Regions from separate parts of the Lactuca sativa genome. Here region 2 is linked to region 1. Evidence: chromatin contacts called from public Hi-C data. All regions are on one chromosome and are shown on one strand. The core of a region is the stretch at or near the end of the contact, and the rest is flanking DNA. Distances in the headings are between cores, read along the strand shown.

The links. Hi-C and Micro-C count contacts between places; a contact is called where the count stands out from the background.
Region 2: a Hi-C map of leaf shows a contact between it and region 1, with 6 times the contacts expected there. The contact joins the promoter of LOC111896363 here to the promoter of LOC111896352 in region 1. A contact is called at or near these places in 3 of 4 Hi-C or Micro-C datasets (leaf and seed).

The regions. Positions count from the first base shown.
Region 1 is chr4:354,477,370-354,481,127 of Lsat_Salinas_v11, reverse strand. It overlaps LOC111896352 (metal transporter Nramp3), which reads left to right and starts at 1,591. Exons shown (of 4, transcript XM_023892357.3): 1 at 1,591-2,239; 2 at 2,686-2,822; 3 at 2,909-3,561. The coding sequence starts at 1,725.
Region 2 is chr4:354,649,226-354,652,983 of Lsat_Salinas_v11, reverse strand. LOC111896363 (probable E3 ubiquitin-protein ligase ARI8) reads right to left here and starts at 1,670. Exons shown (of 1, transcript XM_023892368.3): 1 at 1-1,670. The coding sequence starts at 1,437.

The DNA.
Region 1 (3,758 bases), core at 342-2,841:
ATGTTTTGATTAGTTATAAGTTGATTCTCCTTAAGACTTGTTTGATATATGTATTAAGGCTTAAGAACAACTTAATACAAATGCATGATATCATGTTTTAGTAGTTGATCATTGGTTGATGAATACTTATAAAGAAGCTCTACTTTAAGTTGTTTGTCACCTTCATCAACTTCCAACATTCCGAAAGAAATCAACGTCTTCAAAGGTTGTTGTTTCTTTTTCCTTCTATGGTTATTTTAATCTTTCAATGTTTTGCAAAATGATTATTAGTGAGTTAAAATAATTGTAAGTTTATTCAAATTTTAAAATGTTTTCGTTGCTAATCTCTTAGTTGTAACTATTTAATCAAAATATTTTCGAATAAATCCCAACAAATATGTTATGTCACGAGTCAAGTAAATTCTCGTTAAGAAACATACAAAAAACATAGCAATTCATGAACATTTTGTAAATTTTTTTCCTTTCATAATAATTCAATCCGTGGCAAAAGCATGTGTCATGAAATATAATAATTGTAACATGTGTCCAAGTTGAAAACTCTCCAAAGATTTCAAAAGTTTGTTGTTGTTAACACCCGGAATTGATTTTTATATCACTAAAATCATCCCAATGTTAACATTACACCATTAGATTTGGTGTAGAAGTGTAAAAGCTCATCCCAAACAAAATCATCACATTTGTTGTAATGTTTTATAAGTTTGTTAACTAGCTTTTGAAAGTTTTTTTTCCAGAAAAAACGCCAATTAAAAAAAAATCGTTTGGAGTTATAGGTTCAAAGCTTTTTATTTTAAACAAAAAATTGTTTATACAAAAACTTTCAAAAGGTATAGATATGTAGGTTAAAAATTACAAATAAAAACTGTGATAATTAATTTTTACGTTTGGATAAACCGCATTCAATCAGGATTTGTGAGAATTTATGTTAGAATTAAAAATGTGATAATTAGTTTTATAATTAATTATTCCTTTTTTCATTATTTTATACATATAATATAATAATAATAATAATAATAATAATAATAATAATCATAGTTGTCAAAATCGCGATCCTGATCGTAGGATCGTACGATCCTACGATCCTAGGTATGAAAAACGATCCGGATCGTAAAAGGATCGTATTTGGAGTAGGATCGCAGGTAAGATCGTAAGATCGTAGGTAGGATCGTAGGATCGAGATCCGATCCGATCCTACCTTCCTTTGATTTTTTTTTTTTTTTTTTTTTTTTTTTTTTTTTTTTTTGCAAATGAAATTTTTTTTACCACTTTATGTCTTTTATCCTTTACCAATCTACCATTTATCATTTTTTTATTGTGACTTATGACTAATATTTTGAAGTTTTTATAACTTTTCAATGAAAAACTAAATGTTTGAAATAGTTTTCATGATTAAATATTATAAATTAAAATTATATTCTATTTTGTGGGATCTTAGGATCTCGATCCTGATCTTACGATCCCGATCTTGCAAACCCAAAATCGATCCTAGGTAGGATCCCGATCTTGACAACCTTGATAATAATAATAATAATAATAATAAAGTTCGAATATCATAATGAGAACTTTTCGGTATAAAAGCGATGTTTTCAGCCTAGGTTTGTTAACCATAAAATTCCACCATCACACCCACATAAAACCCCACCACATCTTCTCCCATAATAGAATCTCCCAACACTCGAACCAATAACCCATCGTCCACCCCCATTTCCAACTCCGGCCACCACTCCATGCCTTCCGACCATCACCAGCAGTTACTCGATTCCGACGACCGAGAAACCTCCTACGACCAAACTGAGAAAATCCACATCGTCGGAGTAGATGACAACGATGATGACTACATCAACGCAACGCCGCCGTTCTCATGGAGGAAGTTATGGCTGTTCACCGGACCTGGTTTCTTAATGAGCATAGCGTTCTTGGATCCGGGTAACTTGGAGGGTGATCTTCAGGCGGGTGCGATTGCAGGGTACTCATTGTTATGGTTGCTTTTGTGGGCGACTGCTATCGGACTTCTTGTTCAACTTCTTTCGGCTCGACTCGGTGTCGCCACCGGAAGACACTTGGCGGAGCTGTGTAGGGAGGAGTACCCGAACTGGGCGGGGAAGTTGTTGTGGATCATGGCGGAGCTTGCTCTGATCGGAGCTGATATTCAAGAAGTTATCGGAAGTGCAATTGCTCTCAAGATTTTGACAAATGGGTATTTGCCCCTTTGGGCTGGTGTTCTCATAACTGCCTTCGATTGGTAAAATTTTATCCTTTTTTCAACTTGTTCATATTTGGTAGTATCTTAATTCAATTCAAGTGATTCAATTTAAGTGAATTTGCCAAAATATTGTCAAAGAAATAAAGATTTAATCTTTTCTTTGGTAATGCCTCTTTAACGCCATGTTCTTGAGTAAAGAAAGCTTCTTGAAACTTGAAAATTGTCATCTTTCTAGGTTGTCATTTTAGATTTGGCTTCTGGGATCTTTCAGAAAATAAAAAATTCGATTTGGGTGCTCCTCAAATTATGATTTTGTTTCGGGGTTTTTTCGTAATTGGTTCTTTGGATGAAGATTTAGGATTCTTGCTCTTAATTGTGCAATAAAGATGGCTACTTTATCTTGCATTTTGTGATGGTTTGTTTTAGGGTTTGTCAAATCACTATTTCGATTAATTTCTTTTCTTCTCTTTCGATCTTGATTGCAGTTTCATCTTTCTATTTCTTGAAAACTATGGCGTAAGGAAGTTAGAGGCCCTTTTCGCAGTTCTCATCGCAGTAATGGCGATTTCCTTCGCATGGATGTTCGGTGAAACGAAACCCGATGCCAAAGAGCTTCTCATTGGTATAAAATTTCTTTCATTTTTTCCATCTTCTTTCAAAAAAAACCCCTCAATTTTCATGTTTTTTCTTTTAATTTCCTTTTCTAAGGTATCGTGGTTCCGAAACTCAACTCAAAAACAATCCAACAAGCAGTAGGAGTGGTCGGTTGCATTATAATGCCTCACAACGTATTCCTACATTCCGCACTCGTCCAATCAAGAGAAGTTGACCCAAGAAAAACGGGTCGGGTCAGGGAAGCCCTAAGATACTATTCAATCGAATCCACTATCGCACTTGCTATTTCCTTTTTCATAAATCTTTTAGTAACAACCGTATTTGCAAAGGCCTTTTTTGGAACTGGAATAGCCGATAAAATCGGGCTCGGGAACGCGGGTCAGTTTCTTGAAGAAAGATTTGGCGGCGGGGTGGTGCCGATTTTGTATATTTGGGCAGTCGGGTTGCTGGCAGCCGGGCAGAGTAGTACAATTACGGGCACCTATGCCGGGCAGTTTATTATGGGTGGGTTTCTTGATTTGAGATTGAAGAAGTGGGCCCGGGCTTTGATTACTAGAAGTTGTGCTATTGTTCCTACTTTGATTGTTGCTTTGACTTTTGATGGTTCTGAGGATACTTTGGATGGTCTTAATGAATGGCTTAATGTGCTTCAATCGGTTCAAATTCCTTTTGCTCTCATTCCGTTGCTGTGTTTGGTGGCTAAAGAGGATCTCATGGGCGTTTTCGTAATTGGACGTTTTCTAAAGGTACAAACTTTAAATTCTAGCTACGGTAAACATAAATTTTGGCGAAATCCTATGAAGATCGATGTAAAATTTAATTCCAATGTGGATTATAGTCTCCGTGTAGGCATTTTACCTTATGTTGTCACCAGTGTACCTGATTCACATAACATGATGTGTAGGCATTATACCTTATGTTGTCATAGTAGACCTATGTGTAC
Region 2 (3,758 bases), core at 421-2,920, 170 kb before region 1:
TTCTGCACAAAGATGGAGTCTTTCTAATCCGGATTCTGCTTCTCCTTGTACGTATTCAAAAAAAGATTTCTTTGCTTCTTCTTCTTTGGGTATGTAGTATCCATATGCGTATGTCCATTTAAGAACTCGTCTACATTCCACTATTTGTAACCACGCGTCTATGATGAAATGTAGTTGTGATTCTGGTTGACAGAAATTCAAGCTCAGTGTTTTGATATGGATTTCATCGATTCTATGCATGTCTGAAAGTGCTTGTTTTCTTGATTTTTCATTTGCAGCCCATCGTTCGTAGTAATGTGTGTATCTTTCTATTGCTTTTTTAGCTAACTCTCTTTGTCGTTCAGATTCGGGAATTAGTCCACCTTCTTGGGATTTCGTATATCGATTGCATGCTCTTCCATCGTGTCCTACATATGGGCCAAGACATAGCCAACAGAACTCGAATCCACATGGAGGTCTGCAAGTCATGTGCATACAACCATGGTTCTTTTCAATTGATCGTTTGCATTTCGGACATGGCTTTGTGTATGCGAGGATCCAGTTTGTGTTTTCAGCTTCGGTGCTGTTTTTGAGAACCCATTTAGCTACGGTTTCACAACCTAGAGGACGATGAGCGTCTTCCATACACTTCCAGCAGAAAGTATGCTTACAGAGACAAGAAACATCGTAGTTACCAGTTTCGGAATCATCGTTGAATTCTACAGCGTAATCGCAGCCTGGACCAGTGCACCATTTGATCTTCTCGTTGCTCTCGACATAAGACATGAGAAGAAAACGGGCGTATCTTTTCTTTTTGTTCGCCGGAGCCAACGCTTTGACCATGTCCGGACCAACAGCAGCGTCACAAGAAGGTTCGGGACACTTTAGAGTTAAGCATCCAGGGCCGTCGTCGATGGCGGTGCAAACGTAAGCCGTCCAACACGTCTTACAGAATTGATGATCGCATCCACATGTCGCAGTGTTACGCTTTCTAATCGATTCAAAACAAATCCCACAATCGACAAATTCTTTACCTGATTGAGGGAACTTAATAGCCGGATCAACGTCCGGTAAACCAACAAATCTGCGAACTTTATCTTCGTCTTCAAACCAAGCTTCGTGAACACTATTCACAATCCAATTATAACGCAGCAACAGCAGGCACGCAGTATCTCTCGGGATCATCGGTAGAACCGCGATAACCCTAGTGATGTCTTCTTCTTGACGCTGAAAGAGGTCCTCTTCTTTCAGTATCACATAGCTTTTCTTGCTAGTACAACTTACGCTATTGATCAGAACATTGGAATCATCGGCTCCATCATCTACATCAATGCCATCATCACCATCGTTATAATCGTCGCCAGTATAGTCATCATCGAAGTAATCTTCATCATCAGAAAAAACAGGGGATGCATATCGCAAAAGAGCAGGATCAAGGTCGGAATCCATGGGTTGCATGGAGGAAAACGATGAAATTGTAAATAAATAATTAGTTTATACTAAAATTGAGGGCGATCGGAATCGATCGAGTTGAGATTGATCAGGAGAATTTAGGGTTTAAGAAGGAGTGTTCGAGTGACGAAGATAGCGAAATAATTGGGGATTCTTGGAGGTTAATTTACAGAATTTATCGGAGAAAGTGAAGACCAAGACTTTTAACTTTTAAGGTTTGATGTAACTTCGATTTTTGGGCCAAGTGGCCCAAAACTGAATGGTATATATGTTGTAAAATTGGTCTCGATTAATATAGTAAAAGTATAACAAATTATTGGAAAAATTATTTTATTATTAAATTGTACTCGAACATTCATGTGGATTATGTTGACATCTAGTAGTCATGTTCAAATGCATAAGAGACATATGTTGTAGTGCATGACATCGCATACATTATGCATTTTATGAAATAATCGTAACGATTACATCATAAATTTGACCTCATCGGCTATGGTCGGACAACGATATTTACTTAGGACTATCTTATTTTGTATTGGTAAGGTTTCACATATGAAATCTTTCACCATCAATCATTTCAAGATTTTGTCAATATATATACTAGTAGTGTACTATACAAATAAGGCTCTCACTCCGACAAACTTCATTAATAATCGAGTTGGAAAAGATAAACAAAGTTGAGGCAGATCTGAGTAATTAACATCGATCCCAAGACAGAACATGAACGCCCAAAACATCCCCGTCTTCCAGCATAGATCGTACACCACCACGATTACCTGCAAAACACACACACATGATAGAAGCACATAAATCATACATGGTCACAAACACTATTTAATTATCTCAAAAGCTCCCATACACTCTTGCATATACACACCTAACTTAATTGTCGGTTACAAGGAGTGTAACCCCAAGATAACCCCCAATAATTATATCTTGCCTAGTGTTTCCTTTTGTGGTCATTAGATGTTGTAGCATTTCTCTATTGGGTTATGATGGCTTATGATGTGCGAAAATCAAAATGAGACCCCATATTTTATTTATTTATTTGTAAAATATTATTAAATAATTTTGCTATCACTAAATTTAAAAATTAAATTTGCTAGCAAACATATTGTAAATTTACTAACACAATATTATATTTTCACTCATTAATAATAAGTTGTAACTGTTACAAGAAATTTTCAAAAAAAAAAAAAAGTCAGTGGATTGCTATTTTCTAAACATCGATATTCTAGTATTTTTAGAAGCAAGTTCATCTATTACACTTTCATAATCAATATTATCAAGAAATATGTTTCAACTTAAATTAAAGCTAAAGTGTTTAATATCTTTTGAGACATGGTCGATTGTAAATAAGATTTTAAAAGTTTTAATTTTGAACAACTTCTTTCCAATTATGCAACTGTAATGGGAACAATCAACAATATTATGTATGATAGATAAGAAACTGGATAAGTGTTTATCATTTTTAAAAGATTTAGTATTCCATTAGCTATATTATCTTCATCTGGTAAATATTTATTTTTAACAATTTGAGTTCGTTAGATAAATCATCAACATCGATGTCTAAGATATGGCCATTTGCAACCTCTTTTCAAGATTTTTGCAACCTGCTTTTAACATAGTAGTATTCATTGATTTCAACTTTTTTGTTGTGAATAAAAAACCAAAAATATCTTCGAATTGTTTTTATTGTTCAAAACTTCACTTCAATGAACCAATAGTTTGATCAACTATGTACACAAAATACTAAATCATGAATGACTCTTCAGGTGAAAGTTCATATACCAGTTCTGATGACCCAACACCATTCTCATCAAAATGTACTTTTTATATTCTTATTTAATTATTTTCCTCAACAAACATCGGATCAACGCCTAAATCAGAATTCATAGCTCTTGCACAATCCAAAACCGTCTCAAACCCATTCCCTCGGTAGTCTTTAAAGAAACTCAATAAGTGCTCCCACACTACTCATTGCTTCATCAATACGCATCGTCTCAGATTGAAGTTGTTTGTTCAGGTTATTTACTTTAGACAATATATGATACCATATAACCATACCAATTATAAAGTCAAATCTACCAAGTTCATACTCTGCTAGACAAGTAGCTGCACTTTTGATCTTTATATAAGTCTCTTCATGAACAGTTTATATAAAGCTTTTATTATTACACGACCTTTAGTCATTGTTGTTTTTATTATAATTAAAGTGACTTAAAGGTTGCAAACAAATGTTACATTGTGTATATATGTAACTGAAACCGCTAATTTTCTTTAATGATAACACACAATAATTTATTTTACAAGAATACCAACACCAT